3 separate regions of the Pan troglodytes genome follow, and all the other regions are linked to region 1. The links are chromatin contacts, called in public Hi-C and HiChIP or PLAC-seq maps. All regions are on one chromosome and are shown on one strand. The core of a region is the stretch at or near the end of the contact, and the rest is flanking DNA. Distances in the headings are between cores, read along the strand shown. Region 1 holds the start of CELSR2 (cadherin EGF LAG seven-pass G-type receptor 2). Region 2 holds the start of TMEM167B (transmembrane protein 167B). Region 3 holds the start of CFAP276 (cilia and flagella associated protein 276).

Region 1 (4,665 bases), core at 565-3,064:
AATTAACAGATGGTATAATTTCCAAGCATTCTCTGCACCACATGGCTATTAGGTGAAGAACAAAATGCCCACGCAGCCCCTAGATCCTTCCAAACTCCAGAGTCTGAGGAAGTCTAGAGAGGCAGAGCCCTGCGGAGGCTGTGTAACCCATGCCTCCATCTCCAGAGCTGCCCTTGGCCTTGCTCAGAGGAAGAAAGCTCCTGTTTGGTCAAAGGGGAGGGCATTTCCTTGAGCCATGGGTCCTCCTCCTACCTACTTCTATCCATCCTGCCAGGAGCACAGTCTAACCCTAATCTTTCTTGCTGTACCCAAGGCCCATCTCCTTTCCTGTTTCCCCAGGGGAAAAGAGAAAAGCTGATTTCTCATCCTTGGCCTCACTGTGTGGTCACACAGACACTCCTTGGGCCTGGGGCTGGGGGATCCTCTGCTGTGACCCAGTGAGAGTGGCACCACTGTGACCGGGGGCAGTGGTAGAAGGGAGCACCTGATCCAGTGCTTTTCACATGGGTTCCTCCAGACCCTCAAGTTGCACAGAGCAGCCCAGGGATTTCTTGGTTGGGGGAGTGGTGGAGAGGGGCAAGGCCCTGACCCCCTCACTTCAACCCAGCAGCACTACTCATCTGTTCTATATTCTGGCCTTCCACTTCAGATTTCTTTTGAAGAAAAGAATTCTACTGCTAAATAAACATTTGAGAACCATTCACCTTATTCAATCCCTTCATTTTACAAAAAGGGACATTGAGTCACAGAATTTGAGCAAGGTCACATAGCTGTGGTGTTGGAGGCTGGGACCCAGGCCCAGGCATCCCCCCAGGCCAGGGCATCCCCCCAGGGACCACCTGACTGGGTCCCTGGCTGCTCCAGGATGTAGGGAAGCCTTTTCTGGGTCGCCTGCACGGCTCCTGCCTGGCTCTCCGTGTGGTCCAGCTTCATGTCTGGTCCTCTTGGAGAACCCCTGGAATCCTGCACACCCTCTCAAATGAAGCTGCCTTGGAGAGGGTCAGGAGCCCGGGTACCAGGTAGGCCTCCTCGCTGGTCACAAAACTGGGGCGGAAGGAGGGGGTAGCCGCAGGACATGGACAGGGAGGCAGGAGGGGATGAGAGGCCACCTCTCTAGACAGGACCTCAGGGGGCAGTGCAACCCCCTTGTCTAGGATCCAGGAAGCCTGTGTTAAAGCTAGGCTCCACCGCAGCCGTCCTCCGAATCTGGTGATAGTGTGTTTACACCACCTGGCTTCCACCCACTCTGACCCTTCTAATTTACCTCCCTGGAAAAGCCCAAGTGCTGTCCAACATGAGGCTGGGGTCATTCTTCCAACAGCCCGACCCCAAGGGGCATGCTGGTCAGACCACAGCCTCGCTGGTGGGGTGGAGGGTAGGGAGCAAGTGGGCCCGGTGACTCATTGTGGGTGCTTCTCTGGGATTTTGGAGGCTTTGTTGTGTTGCTCAGGGCCCTTTTAACTCTGTCTGACCTATGGGAGGGGACAGCAACGAGGGCTTTTATGACTGGAATGAACTGGGAACTTGGCCTCTGAGAGCCCTTAAAATGTTTTGGAAACCTCTAGGCATACTTAGGGTACTTCCACCATGATTATCATCGGCTGTGTGGCTTCCGATCGCTAATTCGCACCGGGCATCTGGCGAGGCCGGCCTGGGGAAATTGGGATGGAGGGTTCTGCTGGAGGGAATCCTGGCGCGTCGGGCGGAGGAGTGCTCTGGGTGGGGCCCACCTCCTCCAGCGCGGCCGGCGTTGCCGCTTTAAGGCGGCCGCGGCGCGAGCAGGTCTATGGTAATGAGCCGCCGCCGCGACTCTGCAGAGCTCGCCCGCCCGCCGGGGAGGCGAGGGAGCGCGGGGCTGGGCCCGGGGCCGCGGCGACAGGCAGCAGCCGCGGCGGGGACGCGGGGCGCGAGCGGGCGGCGCGGGACCGTCGGGGGCCGCCGGGGCCGGGCCGGGGTCGGGGCGCACGGCTACGCGGGCGCAGGTGGGCGATCCCATAGGGGCGGAGGGGGCACCCCGGCTCCGGAACCCGGGGCCCGGCAAGGCCAGGGGCGCCGCGGGGCCCCCGGGCGCAGGTGGTGAGTGCCCGGAGCGCAGGTGGAGGCGCGGCGGCAGCCCGCGGTGCTCAGGGTGACCCGGGAGCGGGTCTGGCTCAGGGGGCGGTGGGAGCCCGGGCTCGTCGGAGGGTGCAGCGCGGGGTCCCGCCGAGCCATCCAGACGCAGGCCCCGCGGGGCGCACGGGAGGCCCCCGGGGACTGGCGCCCTGGCCCGGGCATGAGGCGCGGCGGGGCCGGCAGGAGCCGGAGGAGGAGCCGCCGCCGCCGTTGACCCGGCCGCCGGCCGGGAGCTGGGAGAGATGCGGAGCCCGGCCACCGGCGCCCCCCTCCCAACGCCGCCGCCGCCGCCGCCGCTGCTGCTGCTGTTGCTGCTGCTGCTGCCGCCGCCACTATTGGGAGACCAAGTGGGGCCCTGTCGTTCCTTGGGGTCCAGGGGACGAGGCTCTTTGGGGGCCTGCGCCCCCATGGGCTGGCTCTGTCCATCCTCAGCGTCGAACCTCTGGCTCTACACCAGCCGCTGCAGGGATGCGGGCACTGAGCTGACTGGCCACCTGGTACCCCACCACGATGGCCTGAGGGTTTGGTGTCCAGAATCCGGGGCCCATATTCCCCTACCACCAGCTCCTGAAGGCTGCCCCTGGAGCTGTCGCCTCCTGGGCATTGGAGGCCACCTTTCCCCACAGGGCAAGCTCACACTGCCCGAGGAGCACCCGTGCTTAAAGGCTCCACGGCTCAGATGCCAGTCCTGCAAGCTGGCACAGGCCCCCGGGCTCAGGGCAGGGGAAGGGTCACCAGAAGAGTCCCTGGGTGGGCGTCGGAAAAGGAATGTAAATACAGCCCCCCAGTTCCAGCCCCCCAGCTACCAGGCCACAGTGCCGGAGAACCAGCCAGCAGGCACCCCTGTTGCATCCCTGAGGGCCATCGACCCGGACGAGGGTGAGGCAGGTCGACTGGAGTACACCATGGATGCCCTCTTTGATAGCCGCTCCAACCAGTTCTTCTCCCTGGACCCAGTCACTGGTGCAGTAACCACAGCCGAGGAGCTGGATCGTGAGACCAAGAGCACCCACGTCTTCAGGGTCACGGCGCAGGACCACGGCATGCCCCGACGAAGTGCCCTGGCTACACTCACCATCTTGGTTACTGACACCAATGACCATGACCCTGTGTTCGAGCAGCAGGAGTACAAGGAGAGCCTCAGGGAGAACCTGGAGGTTGGCTATGAGGTGCTCACTGTCAGGGCCACGGATGGTGATGCCCCTCCCAATGCCAATATTCTGTACCGCCTGCTGGAGGGGTCTGGGGGCAGCCCCTCTGAAGTCTTTGAGATCGACCCTCGCTCTGGGGTGATCCGAACCCGTGGCCCTGTGGATCGGGAAGAGGTGGAATCCTACCAGTTGACGGTAGAGGCAAGTGACCAGGGTCGGGACCCGAGTCCTCGGAGTACCACAGCCGCTGTTTTCCTTTCTGTGGAGGATGACAATGATAATGCCCCCCAGTTTAGTGAGAAGCGCTATGTGGTCCAGGTGAGGGAGGATGTGACTCCAGGGGCCCCAGTACTCCGAGTCACAGCCTCGGATCGAGACAAGGGGAGCAATGCCCTGGTGCACTATAGCATCATGAGTGGCAATGCTCGGGGACAGTTTTATCTGGATGCCCAGACTGGAGCTCTGGATGTGGTGAGCCCTCTTGACTATGAGACGACCAAGGAGTACACCCTACGGGTGCGAGCACAGGATGGTGGCCGTCCCCCACTCTCTAATGTCTCTGGCTTGGTGACAGTACAGGTCCTGGATATCAACGACAATGCCCCCATCTTCGTCAGCACCCCTTTCCAGGCTACTGTCCTGGAGAGCGTCCCCTTAGGCTACCTGGTTCTCCATGTCCAGGCTATCGACGCTGATGCTGGTGACAATGCCCGCCTGGAATACCGCCTTGCTGGGGTGGGACATGACTTCCCCTTCACCATCAACAATGGCACAGGCTGGATCTCTGTAGCTGCTGAACTGGACCGGGAGGAAGTTGATTTCTACAGCTTTGGGGTAGAAGCTCGAGACCATGGCACTCCAGCACTCACTGCCTCGGCCAGTGTCAGCGTGACTGTCCTGGATGTCAACGACAACAATCCAACCTTTACCCAACCAGAGTACACAGTGCGGCTCAATGAGGATGCAGCTGTGGGCACCAGCGTGGTGACGGTGTCAGCTGTGGACCGTGATGCTCATAGTGTCATCACCTACCAGATCACCAGTGGCAATACTCGAAACCGCTTCTCCATCACCAGCCAAAGTGGTGGTGGGCTGGTATCCCTTGCCCTGCCACTGGACTACAAACTTGAGCGGCAGTATGTGTTGGCTGTTACCGCCTCCGATGGCACTCGGCAGGACACGGCACAGATTGTGGTGAATGTCACCGACGCCAACACCCATCGTCCTGTCTTTCAGAGCTCCCACTATACAGTGAATGTTAATGAGGACCGGCCGGCAGGCACCACGGTGGTGCTGATCAGCGCCACGGATGAGGACACAGGTGAGAATGCCCGCATCACCTACTTCATGGAGGACAGCATCCCCCAGTTCCGCATCGATGCAGACACGGGGGCTGTCACCA
Region 2 (4,665 bases), core at 677-3,176, 160 kb before region 1:
TGCTGGAATTACAGGCGTGAGCAACCGCGCCCGGCCAAAGAGGGGCAGTTATTATTATTATTTGAAATGGAGTCTCGCTCTGTCGCCCAGGCTGGAGGGCAGTGGTGCTGTCTCGGCTCACTGCAACCTCTCCCTCCCGGGTTCAAGCTATTCTCCTGCCTCTGCCTTCCGAGTAGCTGGGATTACAGGCGCACGCCACCATGCCAGGCTAATTTCTGTATTTCTTTTTTTCTTTCTTTCTTTTTTTTTTTTTTTAAGTAGAGACGGGGTTTCACCATGTGGTCAGGGTGGTCTTGAACTCCTGACCTCAGGTAATCCGCCTGCCTCGGCCTCCCAAAGTGCTGGGATTACAGGCGGGAGCCGCGCCCGGCCAGCTGCTGCTGTTTTAGACAATGGTTGATGAAGGATTCGAAGGCCTAAACAATAGAGCTTTTGTTCTGTTTTGTTTTTGAGTGGTCCTGAACAGTTCTTTTGGGCAGGGGAATTTGTCTGTGTGTGAATGTGCAAACATATATATAATCTGAGTGGCTGCCTGGCCTTGTCCTAGGTTTTGTCCCGTATATACGCCGTCTTTTTTTTTTTTTTTCTTTCTGCATATATGTATATTTCCTCAAGGCATCTGTCCTGCACTAGACTTTGGCTTGTCTTTCCAGGCCAGCTTCCAGAGGATGCTTTGGCAGTTTTCCCTCTGGGTAACCAAGCAGGCTGCAGCCAGCAGATGGCACTGCAGCAGAAAGGGGCAGAGTCCCTTTAGGCCCTTGACAAGCACGGCGGATTAGTAACCGTATAATTTAACCCTCCAGTTAGCCTTGGAGGACTCGGTGTCGCACTTCCGCCCGAACTCTAATAAAGCGGGCCGAGTTGTGTGCAATTAAGGATTTCAGTATGCAAATCTGAATCTGAACTTTCGTCTCCTCCACCCCACCCCCATCATTAGACTGGCAATGTCTTTTGTCACGTTGTCAAAGTGTCCCCAGAGAAGCGGTGTCTAGATATCGCCGATTTCTGGTTAAAGTGGCTGAAGTGAACCCAGCATTAATTAAATGCAGGAGAATAGAGATTCTCCTGATAGTTTAAGGAAAAGAAAAATTCACACAAGCAAACGGGCAACCATTTGAATGTTTTCCGACGACGTGGTGCTTTAGGATCTGAAAGATGCGACTTGGTTTTTGTTGTTGTTGTTGTTGTTGTTTTTGAGACGGAGTTTCCGCTCTTGTTGCCCAGGCTGGAGTGCAATGGCGCGATCTCGGCTCACCGCAACCTCCGCCTCCCAGGTTCAAGCGATTCTCCTGCCTCAGCTTCCCGAGTAGCTGGGATTACATTACAGGCATGAGCCACCGCGCCCGGCTAATTTTGTATGTTTAGTAGAGACGGGGTTTCTCCTTGTTGGTCAGGCTGGTCTCGAACTCCGACCTCAGGTGATCCGCCTGGCTCGGCCTCCCAAAGTGCTGGGATTACAGGCGTGAGCCACCGCGCCCGGCCGCGACTTGTTTTTGTTACAAGGTTCCTCATTTCATTTGCAACGTTCAGACGCAGTCTGACTAGATTTCCATCCGGAGTAAGGAAGAGCAGCTCAAGGGCAGTCACGGAGGCCGCAGGTGCGGCTTCTTCACCCGCGGTGCTGGAGTTCTCTCAAGTGGAAGCCCAGGACGATGAAAACCTCATAGGTAGGCTGCTGCTTACACACAGCAGCCGCCACGGCGCAAAATAAACTACAAAACTACAAGCCTTTACCTTTTCAAACACACTGACGCGGGCCAGCCCCAGCCCTACGCCCGCAGGGGCACGCAGAAAAGACTTAGTTACCACGGCCAAGTAGGAAGCCTCCGGGATAGCGTTCTTCTTACCCTACGTAAACACGCAGTTTCCCGAGCTCGACAATCGGCTAGCCACTCCTGATAGCGTTCGGCGCTCGCCTCTCGGCCCTTGCTCCTGCGTACTACGGCTTCTTCCAGTCGCCTCGGCCCGGATCGGGAAGTGTCAAGCGGGCGCTCCCCCATCTCCGCCGCTATTACCACTGAACCCGGACCCCCTACCCAGGTCCAGGGCCAGCCGCCATGACGAACGGTGAGAACTGATGCCCTTAGCGGAGGGTGGGAGTGAAGGACGAAGGGAAAACGTGGCGGGCGGGGCCGGGACTGACGTGGCCGTTCTCCCCGCCCCCTCCCAGCCCGGCCCCCCTTGGTCTCTCGACGCCCCTAACTTCTGTACCCCTATACTCCTCTACGGGTTCCCCCTTCCCATATTCATCTAGGACCCCCAGTGCCTCTTATGCTCACACCTCGAGTTATCTATCCCTATGCTTTGCTTTCCCTTTTCTTTTTCTTAGTTCTTTCTGGCCCTTGGAGAGGTCAGTCCCAGAGGTACTACTGCTATTTAAACCCGGGGAAGAGAGAGGCTCCTCCTCCCAGCTCCCTGCGTTCTCATGCTTTCGGACCGTAGTTTTGTTGAGAGGGCCAATAAATGACATAGAATATCAAGTCCCACACTTTTGGGGGTGCTGGTGAATGTAGACCCCACAAAAGCTTCTTCTTATGGAAAAATACCGGAAAGATTTCTATTTTAAAGTCCTGGCGGGGTGATCCCACGTGGAGACCCTGACTAGTGTTGCAAGGGGTGGATTTAGACACTGCCTCTTCTAGATGATGAGGCAGTTTATCTGACCTAATTTTCCAGGCCTCTTCAAACACTTTATGAATTCTGAATTCCAGAGGAGGACAGGAAGGAGGGCCTTCATGATTTTTAGCGTCAACCTTACAGGAAAGGAGAAGAGAAAGCCTTTTAGGCATTACGATGATTCGAGGGGCTCCGAAAAGCATTTCTCAAAAGTACTTTGTCCATAGACCTGGCACTGAAGACTCGAATTTAACCTCCTTGTGAATTTTGACATTGTCTGCAGAAACTTATGAGAGAAAAGGGGTAGCACGTGAAGGTATAGTTCCTCAGAAAACCTTAGTGTATGTATTAATTTGCTGGACCCTTTCTTAGTGACACCTTAGCTGTGAGACAGTTTTACTGGAGGAAGAGAGGTAGTGTGATCTAGAACTGGCGGACACTGGTTATATATAATATTCATTTGGAGCTTCCTGGGAAGTCAGAGGTCTCAGAATACTAGGCACAGTAAGAAAAGGGAATTTACCCAGAGGAAGACAGAATCTGAACCAGGAAGTAAGACAGCAGTTTGACACGGTAGTTGCTGAATAAATTTTAGTCATTCTTCCCCCATTTTGTGGTCCAATATCTTCTTGTTTTTTGCAATTAGGTGATTCATTGTGCTTCCCTGTACAAGAAATAAGCTTGGTTTATGTATTTAAGAAACAGAGCTAAGAAGTTAAAGCTTTCTATGTTGAAGCCTTAGATCCTTTTTCTTTGTTTTAGAAAAATCTGTTATTATTCTGGCAGAAATTCGGTTTCTTAGAGTATCATCCATAAAGTGTAAGATGATAGGAAAATTGTAGTCATGTGGGTTCTTACTCTTGCAACTTTCATTAAGCTTAATTTTTTGCCTTAACATATTCTTCACCAACAGTTGCACATCTGACAGTTTTGGCTACATATCTAGCTCTCCTTTATCATATGAGTGATTTATAACAAGAACATGTTAAATTCTCTGTGCTGAGTCTCTAAGGATTCATATGTCTCAATCTATTGCCAACACTAGTCATTCCTGGGATGCTAATTTCTGCCCAGGATTTCTACTTCTTGAAAGGTGAGGGGAAGGACCAGTGACATTTTAGTAAAGGGGATGTAAAAAAAAAAAAAAAATTTTTTTTGAGTTGAGGTCTCACTCTGTTGCTCAGGCTACAGTGCAGTGGCATGATCGTAGTTCATTGCAGCCTCGAACTCCTGGGCTCAATTGATCCCCCTTCCTCCTACAAGCAATTTTTGGGAACAGTAAAATAATCGTGTTAGTCCCAGGATCCTGGCTCCCCCTTGTCAAGTGTCGGTACTGCCTGTTGGGGTTATTATTTTGTTATTATGTCACACACTATCTTCCTTAGAGTTCTCAGGCGGGATCACAGGTCCGACGCTAGATCAGTACCTAAGGTTTTTTCTTCTTCTTTATTTAACAGTGTACTCCTTGGATGGGATTCTGGTGTTTGGTTTGCTCTTTGTTTGCACCTGTGCCTACTTCAAGAAAGTACCTCGTCTCAAAACCTGGCTGCTATCAGAGAAGAAGGGTGTTTGGGGTGTGTTTTACAAAGGTGAGGCCATGTCTGGACAGGGAGAAGAGACTGCCATCTCTGGACAGTGTGGAGCTACAAAGTAGGGAGTACAGTGAGCTGGGATTGTATTTGGTTTCATTTTTAGAAAAAAATCCCTCAGATTGGGTCTGAGAGTCTGGAAAATTAATCATTCTCCAAAGTTGAGGGAAGAGGTAAAAGTTAAAATTTGCTGGGTGTGGTGGCTCATGCCTATAATCTCAGCACTTTGGGGGGCCAAGGCAGGAGGATTGCTTGTGTCCAGGAGTTGTAGATCAGCCTGGGCAACACAGTGAGACCCCATTTCTACAAAATATACAAAAATTAGCCAGGTATGGTGGCACGTGCCTGTAGTCCCAGCTACTCAGGAGACTGAGGTGGGAGGATTGCTTGAGCCTAGGAGGTTGAGGCTGCAGTGAGCCATGGTGGAGCCACTGCACTCCAGCCCAGGTGACAGGGTGAG
Region 3 (4,665 bases), core at 1,101-3,600, 140 kb before region 1:
GCTACTTGGGAGGCTGAGGTGGGAGAATTGCTTAAGCCCAGGAGTTCGAGGCTGCAGTAAGCCAAGATTGCACCAGTGCACTCCAGCTGGGGTGACAGAGCAAGGAGACCCTGTCTCAAAAAAAAAAAAAATCCCACAATGATTCCTCACATCCCTAGGATGAAACCATAGCTAGCTAGCATGGTGTACACAGCACACCCAGCCAACCAAGGGCATCTCTCCAGCTCTGATTTCTGAGTGCTTCCATTGCACGCCTACACTCCAGCCCTTCTGGACTATTTGCAGTTCCCCAAATAAGCCATTCTCTCTCTCCTTTCCATGTATTTGCACCTGCTGCTTCCTTTGCCTTGCATATCTGGTTCCTGTTTCCTTCTTCCTAACTCACATTCTATCCACTCCCTCACCTGGCCTACCTAACTCATATTTGGACATCAAAATGCATCTGTTCTGTGAAGCTTTCCTTTAAGTTCCTGGTTCTCACGGCACCCTGCACACAACTCTGTCACAACATGTGCTATTGTGCAAGCATTTTTGCTATTGTAGGTCTCTCTTTACTACTAGAGTTCCTTGACAGCAGAAGCTACATCTAATTTATTTATATATCCTTGGCGTTTAGCAGAGTGTCTGGCTTATAGTAAATAAGTATTGAATAAATAAAAAGGGGCTCTCAATATTGTTATTAGACCACAATTACCACTTAATTCATCTTATTGTGCACCACTTCATATATCCCAATCACTTCTACCAGAAAAAAGATCATCTAAGTTCCGAAATCAGTGTCCACCATCATGCTAAACACACACATAACAAACATATTGTGGCATTAACCAGAAGACAGAGACAGTGTGAACACAGATGTGTAAAGCATGACCTCTGGTGGCTTTCAGAGGATTCTCTCCCACTCCATATCTCATTTCTCTTCAGAGAACAGTCTTCCAAATAGGGAAATGGGTAGCTTGAAGGAACCTGGGCACTGCCATAATTATACTCACAATTGATTTGAGCTGCCAGAGCCCCTTGTTCCTCTAGACTAGAGCTCTACTTTCCTCTGCTCAAAAACGCCTCTGAAACGTTAGCCGACTTGAATATGGAGATAGGGAGGCAGGCAGAAAACAGACTTCCCTGGTACCCGACTGAGTGTCTTCACCAGAGTCCTTTATGTTACCATCTCTGCTCATCACACAGACAGAAAGAAGACTACCGGCGACCCTACTGGGAATCTGCGCAAGAAACCACAGTACCTTGGAAGCCCGCAGTTCTCCTAAGTAGGAATCATCGTTATCTAATGTAGGCTGCTGGAAAGGGTCCCGGGTGGGAGGCATGCCTAAATGCCTAACTCTTTTAAGAGGGATGGGAGGCCCGCTCAGCCGCAGCACAGCCTCACTGGCATAAGATCCCGGGTCCCAATTGTTTGGAGCGCTGGTTTCGGTTGCCAGGCAACTGCCCAGCCATCTATGACAGAGGAATTCCCTCAGAGGAGGGCGCCACCTGGCGGCTGACCACGGGAGGCCCCTGGGGAGGAAGCTCCAGGGACTGCAGAGGGAACGTTCCGCTGAGCGGGCCCCGAGACTTGGAATTGCACTCCTGAGCCTCGGCGGAAAAGTGCTGGCTGCTTACCATCAGGACTTCTGCAAAAGACTTCAGTTGAGGAAAGAAGTCCTGAAAGATGACCCAGAAATTTCCTTCTCCCTCGCACCTAACAAAAGGCTTTCAAAGCCATGAGAGAATGAGGATGTCAAGAGACCAAAGACGGCCGGGCGCGGTGGTTCACGCCTGTAATCTCAGCACTTTGGGAAGCGGAGGCGGGCGGATCGCTTAAGCCCAAGAGTTCGAGACCAGTCTGGGCAACATGGCGAAACCCCGTCTCTACAAAAAGTAGGAAAAAAATTAGCTGGGCTTGGTGGCACGCGCCCGTAGTCCCAGCTACTCGGGAGGCTAATCCAGGAGAATCTCTTGAACCCGGAAGGCGGAGGTTGCAGTTAGCCGAGATCGCGCCACTGCACTCCAGTCTGGGCGAGAGAGTGAGACCCTGTCTAGAGAGAGAGAGAGAGAGAGAGAGAGAGAGAGAGAGAGAGAGAGAGAGAGAGACAGAGACAGACCCACGTGCGGCGCTTGGGAAATTGCGGCTAAGGCAAACTCCTCGCTTAAACTCGGATCAACTACAGTGTCGGGGCTTCTCTTCTAGCCGGTTGTAAAAGCACGGATGGATTTGGCGGGATGTAAGATCTCCAGGAGTGGCCTTCGTAGGAGGGAACACGTACTGGGGCCCCTTCCAGGCGACGACGTCTGGAGGGTGATCTCTCCATCTTCTTTCTCTCGGTTCACACGCCACGTGTGAAACATCGGAGATGCTCATAAAATAACCCCTGGCCCGAAAGGGCAGTAGAAAACGGAAATTTGTTGGCTGGCTTGGAGGATGCTTCCACCGTGTTCTTCACACGAGCCCCGGGCCTGCCTGTTGGGCCGGTTGCGCACCCCGGGCGCGCGCTCTCCCGCGCCCACGCCGCGCGCACCAGCGGCGGCGGCTGCCATGGCGACCCGCAGGTGAGCGGCAGAGGCGCGCGTGGTCCCTGCCCCACCCGCGCGGAGCCAGAGAGGAGGCGGTTGTCAAGGCGACGTGGGTAGGAGGAGAGGACGGAGGGAGGAGGAAGGATGGGCGGTGTTGGCGTAGCCGCAGGGAGGTGACTGGAGCGAGCCTGGCCTCTTGCATCCTCCCCCTGTGTACCTCCCTCCCCTTTTTTTCCGCCTTCTGCCAGCAGAAGCAGCAGCCGCAGCACCTGAGCCGCTACTGCCGCTCACTCAGGACAACGCTATGGCTGAGCCTGGGCACAGCCACCATCTCTCCGCCAGAGTCAGGGGAAGAACTGAGAGGCGCATACCCCGGCTGTTGCGGCTGCTGCTCTGGGCTGGGACCGCCTTCCAGGTGACCCAGGGAACGGGACCGGAGCTTCACGCCTGCAAAGAGGTACTGCTGCCCCCCTACCCGACCCCGCTGTGGTCACAAAAGTCTTGGATCCAGGCGGAGACCTTGGGGACCCAGGCGCAGAGAGTTTCAGACGCCACGGAGTTTAGATTTCTTTGGGGATGAGGCGTGGGGGGAGGGAAGAGGAGCCAGTCTGGCGTCATGAGGAGGCCAGCACATTGGAGGACTCACGGATAGATCATCCTCACAGATTGGGATGCTGAGCTCAGCGAGAAAGGTCCCAGCCCCAAGAAGAGGAGCTACCTGGGTACCTGAACTCAGAATGAGGGAGGAAGACGAGTTATTTTTCAGTTAGGCTGAACTCACCTTAAAAGTGGTTGACAAGAAAAGATTATGCACAGAGAAGCAAAATAGGAAGAGGAAAGAAGAGTAGTGGGAGAGGAAAGGAGTTAGGAAGGCTAGAAAAAAGTATCAGAGCGAAGTGGTTTTATCACGGCTACACAAAACGGAGTGTGAAGGTGGGAGATGTGCGAGAGGGATGATAGGATTCCAGCTCTCTAGTTCCTTGTTTATTAAACATCGGTTAGTGCAGACTGTAAAATGTGTCTCCTCCTTATAGCTTGGCCTCCCCGCAGCGTACTATGTTTAGTGTACCTGACAGTACACGACTCACCTTTTTGCAGATTTTGAGTTCTTCAATATCTTGTGTTCTGCCAACCTCTAGTCTCCTTCTCTGACTTAACATATGTCAAAGTCTTTTTCAAGGTATTTCCAATATGTTGGAAGCAGAATTCAGACAATAAGTAGTCAATCTCTTATAACCAAAAATAGCTTTTGAAAAGTCATCTTGGAGGAACGCAAAAGGGCACTAGCAGCAACAAAACTAAGTCATTTCTATATTATTGAAATAACAATATTTGGTTGTGCTCTGAGCAACTTTTTTAGAAACCATATGGCAGAGGCAACAATAAGATATTTACAAGAACTATGTTGGGGAAGGCAAAATAAAAGTTCTGTTATTTCTGTGAAATGTGAAGGACTTCACAAAAAGTCAAGCATCTAGCTCTGTAAATTTAATCCCAAATATCAAGCTTGACTAAGGTTTTGAGAGGTTAGAATATATATATAGATGTATTTTTTTTACTTTAAAAATATATGTTTTAAAATAGAAATGAGGTTTCAATATACTGCCCCGGCCAGTGTCTAACTCCTGGGCTCAAGCGACTTCCCACCTCGGCCTCCCAAAGTGCTGGGATTATAAGAATGAGCCACTGCGCCCAGCCCAGAATATTTTTTATAAATTGTTAGTGTGAACTGATTGGCAACAACTCCACCCCATATGGAGATAAATTCTTATAAAGATGTTCTGTGTCTACAGCACAGCAGGTCATAAAGAAGTCAGGTGTGGGGGGGAGGATTTTTGTGTGAATAAAGATACTTGATTTTGAAGATTCATGAATATGACATAAGTGACCCCAGTGAGTGGGACTTTTGATAACCTTTATTAGCTCCAATAACAACCTGCCCTGGGCCATCTACATTTCCACCTAGCCGCATTATGACCTGTTTTAGAGATCGCAGGGAACAGTATGATCTTATCAGTGACTGGCTCACTGGCCTTGATGGCCTGTGGTCTAACCAACCAAAATAATGAGACCAAGAAAGCCCACTTGCCTAAGAATCAAACAAGGGAGTTTCCTGAGTGGAAGGTAAGAATCATACAGTTTAACTACCAATTCTTG

The links. A called contact is a pair of places that touch in the nucleus more often than the background predicts. HiChIP or PLAC-seq counts read pairs in DNA pulled down with a chosen protein or histone mark.
Region 2: an H3K4me3 HiChIP or PLAC-seq map of stem cell-derived excitatory neurons shows a contact between it and region 1, with 2.8 times the contacts expected there. The contact joins the promoter of TMEM167B here to the promoter of CELSR2 in region 1. A contact is called at or near these places in 2 of 7 Hi-C or Micro-C datasets (both in induced pluripotent stem cells) and 1 of 1 datasets of contacts at active chromatin or transcription factors (stem cell-derived excitatory neurons).
Region 3: a Hi-C map of induced pluripotent stem cells shows a contact between it and region 1, with 2.6 times the contacts expected there. The contact joins the promoter of CFAP276 here to the promoter of CELSR2 in region 1. A contact is called at or near these places in 2 of 7 Hi-C or Micro-C datasets (induced pluripotent stem cells and stem cell-derived neural progenitor cells), 1 of 1 datasets of contacts at active chromatin or transcription factors (stem cell-derived excitatory neurons) and 1 of 1 other capture datasets (stem cell-derived neural stem cells).

The regions. Positions count from the first base shown.
Region 1 is chr1:122,237,813-122,242,477 of NHGRI_mPanTro3-v2.0_pri, reverse strand. It overlaps CELSR2 (cadherin EGF LAG seven-pass G-type receptor 2), which reads left to right and starts at 1,814. Exons shown (of 34, transcript XM_016923898.4): 1 at 1,814-4,665. The coding sequence starts at 2,355.
Region 2 is chr1:122,396,829-122,401,493 of NHGRI_mPanTro3-v2.0_pri, reverse strand. It overlaps TMEM167B (transmembrane protein 167B), which reads left to right and starts at 1,926. Exons shown (of 3, transcript XM_009427020.3): 1 at 1,926-2,067; 2 at 4,074-4,205. The coding sequence starts at 2,058. LOC104001853 (a long non-coding RNA gene) reads right to left here and starts at 1,843. Exons shown (of 3, transcript XR_010159156.1): 1 at 1,735-1,843.
Region 3 is chr1:122,374,245-122,378,909 of NHGRI_mPanTro3-v2.0_pri, reverse strand. CFAP276 (cilia and flagella associated protein 276) reads right to left here and starts at 2,350. Exons shown (of 5, transcript XM_003308261.5): 1 at 2,262-2,350. The coding sequence starts at 2,306. ELAPOR1 (endosome-lysosome associated apoptosis and autophagy regulator 1) reads left to right here and starts at 2,578. Exons shown (of 23, transcript NM_001280244.1): 1 at 2,578-2,621; 2 at 2,757-2,965. The coding sequence starts at 2,813.